Regions from separate parts of the Sus scrofa genome. Here region 2 is linked to region 1. A link is a contact called in public Hi-C data. All regions are on one chromosome and are shown on one strand. The core of a region is the stretch at or near the end of the contact, and the rest is flanking DNA. Distances in the headings are between cores, read along the strand shown.

The links. Hi-C and Micro-C count contacts between places; a contact is called where the count stands out from the background.
Region 2: a Hi-C map of skeletal muscle shows a contact between it and region 1, with 5 times the contacts expected there. The contact joins two enhancer-like sites. A contact is called at or near these places in 3 of 47 Hi-C or Micro-C datasets (fetal skeletal muscle and skeletal muscle) and 1 of 2 datasets of contacts at active chromatin or transcription factors (skeletal muscle).

What each region holds. Positions count from the first base shown.
Region 1 is chr4:10,931,672-10,937,376 of Sscrofa11.1, reverse strand. No RefSeq gene overlaps it. Among named protein-coding and RNA genes, the nearest start is that of FAM49B, 460 kb to the right of the region's middle. Within about 2 kb of position 1,821, at least 11 of the 83 cell types and tissues checked have an H3K27ac peak or open chromatin away from gene starts, as enhancers often do. A contact at or near this core is called in skeletal muscle, where this site is marked.
Region 2 is chr4:10,814,990-10,820,173 of Sscrofa11.1, reverse strand. No RefSeq gene overlaps it. Among named protein-coding and RNA genes, the nearest start is that of FAM49B, 340 kb to the right of the region's middle. Within about 2 kb of position 3,138, at least 4 of the 83 cell types and tissues checked have an H3K27ac peak or open chromatin away from gene starts, as enhancers often do. A contact at or near this core is called in skeletal muscle, where this site is marked.

The DNA.
Region 1 (5,705 bases), core at 572-3,071:
TTTTACATACCACTACTTCTCTTCATGACCTTCAAGTAGTCCCACTTAGCCTACACAGTCTTCAAGGCCCCAGCTCACCACCTCCATGAAGCCCTCCCAGATTCCCCTGAGAATATGTAATTCCTCTCAAATTCAGAAATATGACCAAGACCCTGGGTATTTTCTACCTCAAATTCTAATTTTTTTTTCTCATATCTTAATGTCTCCTTTGACGAAGGCAAGGCTTCCATATGCTTCAACTTTGTAAGGATTATTATGCCTAACAAAACATGGTTCAAACCATAATGGGAGTTCAATCGTATCTGTGATATAAACGAGTGATGAATTTTCCCATTCACCTTTCTCCCAAAAGCACCATCCAATGCCAGAGTAGGAGAGAGAGAGAGAGAATTAGACATCTGTTTGGGGAGAAAACTAGCCTCGTTTCAGACAAGAATTCTTGAAGGCAGAAGCAACTAAAACTTCTGCAGCTCTTTAATAAAGGCTCCCTGGAAGCTGTGACAGAATTCCACAGACATATAAAGCCCTGTCTTGCCAGGACCTGAGATACTGGTCATTTTCTTAGGCTAGAGTAGGCATCACTGCCTAGAGCTGAGGATTCTTACCGTCTCCCCCTACATCTGCATACTTAATTAAAGCTATCACATCTCTGTTTTTTATGGCTCCGGCTGTGGCATATGGAAGTTCCTGGGCCAGGGGTTGAATCTGAGTCGCATCCGTGAACCTACACCACAGCCACAGCAATGCCAGATCCTTAATCTACCGAGCGAGGCCAGGACTCAAACCGGTATCTTCATAGAAACAACATCAGGCCCTTCACCCACCAAGCCACAAGGGGAAAGCCACCTCACCCTTGATTTTTCAATCTTTTCTTTCCCTAGTTAAACAGGGAGGGGAAAGTGGTCGAGACATTGGCATGACATAACTTAGCAACCCTGGGCTTCTAAAAAAGCTACGCTACTTTGATAAGATGATTTAACGTCTCCGGGTCTCTGCGTCATCATTTATAAAGGGGAAATAATAACACTCACTACGCAGACTGTAGGATCATTGTGAGAATTAGATGAGAAAATACACATGAAGTCACTCAACAGTGCCTATGAAGAAAGGCTGGCTTCATCCCCACCTTCCCCTCCTCTGAAGTACCATTTCCCTTGATCAGAAAACACTGGTGGGAGCCGGGAGATGACAAACCCACACCCATCGTCTCCCTGGAAAAGAAGAGATTCATCCTGACCGGCTGGCATTCCAGAAGTCTCCCAACCTTCTGAAGATTCCATGTGCACTGGATGAAACTGGATTTCCAACAAACTATTCCCTGCCAGGGCATCGCCCAGCCAGAGGCTCTGACTCCCATTCAAAATTGAGCTGAGTTTGCCATCTAGAGGACATCCTTGGACAGGCAGTCACCAACACCCACCGGAGCGCCTAGAACAGAGATGAAGTTCATTCCTTCCCTAACCTGCACTGAGCATCTGCTCTGAACCCTGCACCACGGGTACGGGGCACACACAGTGCAGCCCCTGCCCTCAGCGAGCTCACAGTGCAGCGGGGCGTTCACATTCTAGATCGATTGCAGTGTCCAAAGGAAGACCTGCTTTCTGGCAGAAGGAGGAATGGAACCATACCCTTGGACCATACAGAATGGAACTGCCCACTAGTAAACCGCAGCCAGGAAGCAGAGTGGCTGAGCTGAGTCTTGCACTTAGGATGTGAGTTTCAGTCTCTGGACACTCCATCACAGCTGTGTTGGACATCAGAGGGCCCCACCCTCCTCATTGTACAGCCAAAGGGAGAAGCAGTTGAAGCCACTCTAATAATGCACGTGTTCCTTCTAGGACACCGAGGGACTAGCCTATGCCCTCCCAGGGTAGTGTAGCAGAAAGGCTGTGTACGGAGGTTTCTGGGCTAAGTGTCCTTCAAGGGCAGGTATGCAGAAGCCAGTTGTTTTTAGATCTCGTTAAGGTCTTCCCTTGCCAATGACAGACTAAATGAGGAACCTTGGCCTCTGGCCTAGATTCACACATCTTTCTCACCCTATAAATCTGGTCCATTTGGAGAAAGTCTCTCTGACTTTCGCAGGCGTTCCTCCGGGTGCCAGGAATGTCTCTCCATTTGGAATTGTGCTTATGGTCCAGCAATCCCTCAGCCTATGAAGGTGGCAATGTGGCTACATACAATTCAGGACATTTAAACTGGAGAGGAAATCTCTTTTCCAGAAGCGAGAATGTGCTCCAGGATACTAAATATTGCACCAACATTACATCCTTTTCAGACCTATCTCACAGCTCTTTATTGCATTTGCAGTTTTAGTTCACGCACACAGATTAAAGAAACATGCACCCTGTTCCTACTATGTGCGAGTACAGGGCTAAGCAAAGCACTGAGGATGCAGTGATGACCGCGGCAGTCACCAACACTGCCCTCATGGGGCTTGCAAGTCATTATCCAGATAATGATGTCAAGTTTTTTGTTTGTTTGCTTTTTTTAGGGCTGCATCCATGGTATATGGAGGTTCCCAGGCTAGGGGTCAAAACAGAGCTACAGCTGCTGGCCTACACCACGGCCACAGCAACGCCAGATCCAAGCCGTGTCTGTGACCTACACCACAGCTCACAGCAACATCAGATCCTTAATCCACTGAGTAAGGCCAGGGATCGAACCCACATCCTCATGGATCTTAGTTGGGTTTGTTAACCGCTGAGCCACAAAAGCAACTCCATACATCCATAAAGTTTTTAATTTGAAGTGCACGAGACTCTCAACATAGTTATTGATGATTGGTGAAAATTGTAGCTACATGTTTCCATTCAAGTATAGCTTTGTGAGTCATTTATCATTTATTATACAAGCGATCTGTCAGACATGGGGCTGGATGCCATTTAGAGCAGGAGAGGAGCATTTACATAAAGAATCATAACGTGGTTGAGGGTTCTTGGAGAGGATCATGCCTAGTTCTAGCAGGAATAATCAGAATAACGAAAACAGAGGAATAACAGGGCTCATCTTTGCTGAATAATTAAATTGAAATTCAGCTGGAGCCAAATTAACCTGAAATCCAACCATGATTGTTGGAAATAGCCACCTCCAGGGAGCCCTCTGTCCCAGGAATGGGGGCAGGTGAGGGGTATGGAGACAGACTGCACCACAAATGATCAGACACTTGCCAGAGCATACCCATTTTCTATATGTGTAAATATGGAATACTGAGAAATAATTCTTGGTACTCCCCAACTTCGTTTTCAATGAACCTAGTTTTGGATAAATAGCCATGGTACCTCCTAGTTGCATCAGGACCTTCCAAGTCCAATGAACCCAGTTTTGGATAAATAGCCATGATACCTCCTAGCTGCATCAGGACCTTCCAAGCCCATCACCTGGAGCATCTTTACTCGCTCTTCAAAGCTTGGGTCATATCACACTTTGACCTGACAGCACTCCCCCGTCTTTGAAAAGTCAGCCCCCAAATGCATTGTACAACTTCTAGTCATAGGTTTTTCAAAAGAAAGGCCAGTGAGTGCCCTTCCATGGCACTAGCATTTATCTGCTATGTGCCCAGGACTGAGCTAGGCACTTTCTCATAGAGTGATCTCATTTGATTTAGCATAAAAACATGACATGGTAAATATTATTCACTCCATTTTGTACATAAGGAAAAGGATATTGAGAGATGCTGGTTCCCTTGTCTTGGGGTGCTCAGATAATGAGGAACAGAACTAGCACCTTAATCTAGGCCCATCCTCCAAATCCTATTTTCTGGCCCCTATACCAATGCTTCTCAAAATCTGTGTATCAACTATAGCTACTGTTTGCTTTAGTTGGAAAGGATACCAACATTGAAAATTAAAGAGATTTGGATTTGTATGTGTTTGAAACATGCCTGATAAAGGGCTGGTTTGGGAGTGGTGGTGAAATCTTGGCTTAAAGGTCTGCCTCAAAGGAACAACTAAAGTGGCCCTTTGGACATTTATTTCACTGAGAACTCAAAACATCTCTAACAGAGAAGCACTGCTTCCAAATCTTTAGCCAGAGTTAAGCCTCAGGACTGTTTTCTCACTATCCACAAAAAAAGGAAATTCTCCCTCCTGCATATTGAGCAAATACTTACTCAGTTCCTGCTAGGTGCAGTGCGCCATGTCAATCAGCAGTATTTTTTTAACGCTCACCATATGGAAGTAACTATGCTAAGCAGCTCCTCTTTTAATCCTCTTACATTTACCATGTGACAATCTATTTTCATCAATACAGAGAAAGAAGAGGAGGGGGAAAGCCATTTCTGGCTAAGGAAACATCTAGAACAAAGTTAGAGACATGAAATAAATAAGCTTAGTGTGTTCAAAAAAGGGAATCCATCTGCTATACCTTGAACATACATGGCAAGGGAGGTAAAAGACAGAATAAATCATTCCCTCCTCAGACTCCTTCTAGGGCATTGGAAATACAATGGTGACCATCCCATGGTCCTGCTTTCAGGGAACGTATATTCTAGTTGCTTAAATGAAAAGGGAAACAGGTAATTACAATATTGTATAAGTGCTCTGATAGGAGTAAGATCGAGATATTGCAGGAAGCGTTGGAGTTCCCATTGTGGCTCAGCACTTAACAAACCCGACTAGCATCCTTGAGGACTCGAGTTCAATCCCTAGCCTTGCTCAGTGGGTTAAGGATCTGGCATTGCCGTGAGCTGTGGTGTAGATCACAGACATGGCTCGGATCCTGTGATGCTATGGCTATGCTATGGCTGTGGTGTAGGACGGCAGCTACAGCTCTGATTGGACCCCTAGCCTGGGAATATGCCATGGGTGTGGCCCTAAAAATACAAAAAGACCAAAAAAAAAAAGATGTTGCAGGAAGCAAAGAGGAGGAGTTCATAATCCAGGTTTACATAAGGCTTCTTGGAAGAAGTGGTAGCTACGCAGGGTTCAGGGTCCTGAAGAATGAATAAGGCTATTGGAAGACAGTCAATAGAACCATTCAGATGGGCAGAGAATCAAATTAAAGGCACAGCATGTAAAAAGAGCATGGTTTGTCTTGAACAGAGCCACGAGTTCAATGTGGTAGATTCCTAAAGAATGAAAGTGATGCCGGAGTAAAAGAAAACATAGACCAAGTGATGCTGGACATGTAGGTTGTGATTGCTACTTGGGCATTATCCTAAGAGAAAAGGGAAACCACTGAGACTGATTAAGCAACCGACCGACATGAAAAAGTGTATGCTTTGGATGGATCACCATGACTGTTGATTGGTGGAATGAAAAGGACAAGACTGAGAGCAAGGAGACTAGACAGCTAACTGTGGTGATCCTCTAGAAGAGAAATGACAAGGGTCGGAACTATGTGTTTGGGGGAAATGAATGCAGTCAAATAATATGAATGAGTAGAATCCGTTATGTCTTGGAGATTGGTTAGCTATTGAGAGGGAAGAGTCAAGAATAACTCTGAACATTCCAACTAAGGTTATTGGTGTCATAATGGGATGTTCACCAAAATAAGACCTTCTCAGAGTGCAGCATAGGTCCCTGAGAACGTAAGGAGCTGAACTTCAGAATAGCGTCTTTGTTGACACCATTCAAATAATTTTTAAATGAAAAATAATGTTTTTGACAGTTCCACTGCACATGATATCTGAGCCTAACATGAAGGACTTAATTGAATATCTAAAATAGATGGTTACAGGAATTGCTTTAGAGAGTGTGGGGAAAAGA
Region 2 (5,184 bases), core at 1,889-4,388, 120 kb after region 1:
TATATAATTATATATAATCATATATATTACTACTATATATGAAATAGAAAACTAACAAGAACCTACCATACAGCACAGGGAGGTCTACTCAGTAAAATCCTATAGGGGAAAAAAAGAATGAATATGTGTACCACTGATTCACTTTGCTGTACACCTGAAACTAATATTGTAAGTCAACTATACCCATTAAAATTTTTAAAAAAGAAAGAAAAAAAGGTTGCCCATTCTGTAAGCCTCTCTGTTCAAACCTCAAAATAAATTCGATGTGCTCCTATCCCTTTCTCTAGATCTTCTTTGGCATCTACGTATCTCTTGTGGTTCTTAACAACCTTCCACGGCTAAGCTGTGGCAGGTCAACTCCGCTGACCTCTTCTAAGATTGGAAGTTCTGCAGGGGACGGCGTCTTGTCTGTCTCTGCACTTCCCGGCATGTAGCACTGGACCTTGTCAGGTTGGGTGCCTATGAACTTGAGCGCTATGAAGCTCTTCTTGGATAGCTTCCTGGAACACAGCATAGGCCTGGGAGGCGGGAGGCACTTGATGCACGTCCACCGGGTCAGCTGACTGAACTGCTGAAATGCTGCTGCTGTACTCAGACCCCTCCCACGACATCCTTTCAAACTCCTCAAGGAAGCTAAGTGCAGTCTGCTATGCACTCCATGACCTTGGCTGTGCATCTAAAGTCAGCCGGTGTTATCCCAAAAGGTAGGCATCACTTTATCCTTTTGTATTTTTTATTTTTTTATTTTATTTATTATTTACTTATTATTTTTGGCCAAACCCAAGGCATGCTGACGTTCCTGGTCCAGGGATCAAACCTGTGCCACAGCAGTGACATGAGCCTCAGCAGCAACAACGCTGGGTCAGTAACCCACTGAGCCACCAGGGAACTCCACTTTCTCCTTTTTTATGATGAAGAAACTGAAGCGTAAGAGGTTGAATATTTTTTCCAAAGTCATACTAAGCGACAGAGCCAGGTTCGGAATGATGGTCTGTATGGATGCAAAACCTGCCTCATTTGGCCTCCCTGCCTTCTTGTTCCCAGACACTCAAACACGCATATGCATACATACACACAAATGGCCCTATGAGTTCATTTGCCTGCAAGATGTATGGGCTCAAAAGACATACCCGCCTAGAGGCAAACCTAGTCACAACGTCCTGTGTTCCCTCACTCCTTAAACCCATTTGATGAATATTTATTGAACACCACCACGTGCCTGGAACAGGCAGGGAATCAGCAGTGAACGAGACGGGCAGGGAGACAGAGCAGCGTCCGCAGACGCTTCCTGGGGAGGGCCCGAAAGTATTTTAGGCTTTGAAGGCTGAAGTGTCTGTCACAACTCCAAATCTGTACTTACGGAGCCAAAGCAGCACTAGAAATACGTAAACAGGAGTTCCCATCATGGCGCAGCGGAAACAGAATCTGACTAGGAACCATGAGGTTGCGGGTTTGATCCCTGGCCTTGCTTGGTGGGTTAAGGATCCAGCATTGCTGTGAGCTGTGGTGTAGGTCGCAGATGCGGCTGGGATCCCGCATTGCTGTGGCTGCGGTGTTGGCTGGTGGCTACAGCTCTGACTGGACCCCTAGCCTGGCAACCTCTATATGCCACGAGTGTGGCCCTAAAAAGACAAAAAGACAACAAAAAAATCAGAGTAAATGATATACCAAAAATGTCCTAAAAAAAGTAAAAAATGAAATATGTAAACAAATGGGCATGGCTGGGTTCCAATAAAACTTTATGCACAAAAACAAGCAGGATCGATTTGCCCAACAGCAGTTTGCCCGCCCCTGGGATGGTCAGTTCCTGAGATCCACAATAAGCATGGAAATAAATGGAGATGAACAAAAAGTCTGGAGACCAAGGCAGGTTCTATGAATAAATAAGGCAGTACAATTAATAATCCAGAGAGAAAATGAGAGGCGACTTTAGACTGGGAAGCACAGGAGAAGAAGAAATTTGAGGTGAGACCAGGACTGATGAACCACTCATGCCAGGATCCTGAGACAGAATCTTCCAAGCAGCAGGAAGAGCCAGAACAGAGAGCCTAAGACAAAAGGTGTTTGGGAAACAGAAAGAAGGCCGGCAGGTCTGGAACAAGAGCTGTAGAAGATACTGTCAAGGGGGTGAGCAGAACCAGAGCCTTCGGGCTTTAAGGGCAGCAAGGGCGTGGGATCTCTAATCTGCGACGAAAGTGTTGGGAGGATTTTTAGCAGCCATACGACACGCTTTACTTTCCAAGCTGGAAAATATTCACTCCAGTCACTGCTTGGTAAGCCAGTGCCGGAGCTGCAAAAGCAAAGAGGAAAAGCACGGAGGTGGCTGGCAGGTGGAGGTCGCAGGGCGAAGAGTAAGAAGTGGTTGGATTCCAGAGAGATTTTAGAGATGGTAGAGCCGCCGGAAATTGCTAGAGAACTAACTGCATCAAGGGCAAGGACAATGGAGGATTCCAGCCGCGATCATCTGCTTCGATATACTGACACAGGACAACTGCTGGGCAACGACCACACGCTCTGTAGGTCAACAGGCAGTGGCGCAGGTGCAGAGACCAATGGGTTCGGGTGCTCCGAAGGGTGACCCTAACTGACTTCACGATGGCTCAACTCAGAGCCATCTGCTAAGAGGCCATGGCAGAGCCACCAGGTAATGCTTATTGTATCATACAGCGTTTTGAAACATGAAACCAGACAAGTAGGAACTATTCGAAGACTGTTCCAATGTCTCATTTACCAAAACACTAAACTGTGAAGAAGAAGAAGAACGTTCACAGCCAATGAACTCGGCTGGGGCCAATCTGACCTAGTAACATAAACCCAAGCATGTAAGGGCGTTCTCCCCCAGAAGTCCCTCTTTGGGTTTGGCAGGACCACATATTTAGAAGATCTTAGAGGTGATTATAAGGAATGTGGATATAACCCATTTCCTGGGGAAGGAGGTACAGAGACAAGGGACCAGGGAGACAGCCTGAGGCTGTCTGAGGAAACCAGTGGCTGCTCTAACGCTCCAAACGGCTGGAGACCAGGCTGATTCCACCGTAAGGAGCTCGAAAGCCTTTCACCCGGACAGGGGCAGACGCTCTCTTCTCTCATTATCAGAAATGCTGTCGGGCACACAGTGAGAGTTATGTAATAGGAAGCAATACTTTCCGGGCATTTCTCCATCCTCCTGTTATATAATAATCATGCCAAGATGAAGTGCCCAACGTCTAAGCCGCAGAGATGCAACCCTGTCAAGTAAATTTATAGTTTCTACTTCCTTTTCTCTTTTTTAGCAAGAACTCCCTGCCCTTTCCTGTCCCCCTCCCTCACACGCTGCCAACAGGCCAGGCTCCAAGCTTTTTTTTTTTTTTTTTTTTTTTTTTTCTCTCATTAGGTGGACCTATTCCATTCATGAAAAAAAAGGGGGGGGTTACTTTCATTCATTCATTCATTTACTCATTCAGCCAATCAGCCAACAATTAATCATTTAATAGCCTACCATGTAAGAGATTCTGGAACAAGAAGGAAAGAGAATAAGCTTCAAGTCATGGATTTGCGCCTACCGTCTCAGGGGTCTGGGATCTCTTAAGTGGGCTAAGAAAGGTAACCTAGCAGGGTTTAGAGAGGATCCGAGATAAGAGCAGCAAAGCACCTCTTCATTGTTCACGTTGTCATGTATTTGGCACCAGGGTTACAGAAATGAAACCAAGTCTCAGCTCTTAGAACATTCGAATCTGGCGAGGGAAGAGACGAAGGAAAAAGAGGACAGTGATTATGGGAATTTCACTTACCATCCTCCTGTAATACAATAATCATGCCAGGATAATTTCATCCTCTTTTCAGCAATGTAAAGTAATAGGGTGCTACGGGGATGATGAGAAGCTGTACCTAACTCAGCCTGGTCTATTCCATGTCATGTGTGCAACTGTAAGATCCCAACAATAACCATTCTTACAGCTACATTAAAGAGGGGTCAGGACCCTGTAGGAATTTAAAACAGGATGTACCAACAGCCAATCCTAGGAATTCAAAATTAATCAATTCCAGTCCCCACATCAATAGACTAAAGAGGGAAAAGAAGTATGGCCAACTCATCAGCACAGAAAAAGTATTTAACAAAAGTCAACACCCATGGGTGATAAAAACTCTCGACAAACAAAGATTGGAAGGAAATTCCTCAAGCAGATAAAGAACATCTGTGAAAAACTTACCCTAACATCATACGTGATAATGAATGGATGAATGTTTGTCTCTATCTGGAAACATGGCAAAAATATCTACTCTCACCACTTTTAATCAAAACTTTACTAGAGGAGTTCCTGTCATGGCGGAGTGGTTAATGAATCAACTAGGAACCATGAGGTTGTGGGTTCCATCCCTGGCCTTGCTCAGTGGGTTAAGGACCCGGCATTGCCGTGAGCTGTGGTGTGGGTTGCAGAAGCGGCTCGGATCCTGCGTTGCTGTGGCTCTGGTGTAGGCCCGTGGCTACGGCTCTGATTTGACCCCTAGCCTGGGAACCTCCACATGCCGCAGAAGTGGCCCTAGAAAAGGCAAAAAAAAAAAAAAAAAAAAAAACTTTACTAGGGGTCACAGGTAAAGAAAGAAACAAAAGGCAAAACTATTAGGAAGGGAGAAGTAAAACTATCTTTATTTACTGATGGCCTGATTATTCACAAAATAAAAATCTTAAAAGGATCTAAAAAAACCAAAATGTATTGGAATTAATAAGGGAGTTTAGAAAGGTCACGGGGTAGGAGGTCACATTAAGAAAATAATTACTGGAGCTCCCTTGTGGCACAGTGGGTTAAGGATCCTGCATTGTCACTGCGGAGGCTCGGGTTGCCGCTATGGTTGGTACGGGTTCAAACTCCAGCCTTTGGAACTTCCATATGCCATGGGCGTGGCAAAAAAAAAAAAAAAAAAGCTCTAAAAAAAAATGGTAATAATTTACTTCTATATACCAGCAGTAGGTAAAGTTTTTAAAAATACCATTTACAAGAGTATCATAAACATGAAACATGTAGGAATAAAGTTAAACTACTCACAAGACCTGTACATTGACGATTATAATTTTAAAAGATCTAAATAAAGGGAAATATGTGCTGATTTTCATGGATTGAAAGCTTCAATATTGTTAAAAATGGCCATTCTTCCAAAATTGATCAATAGATTCACACAATTCCAATCTTAAGCCTAGCAGGCATT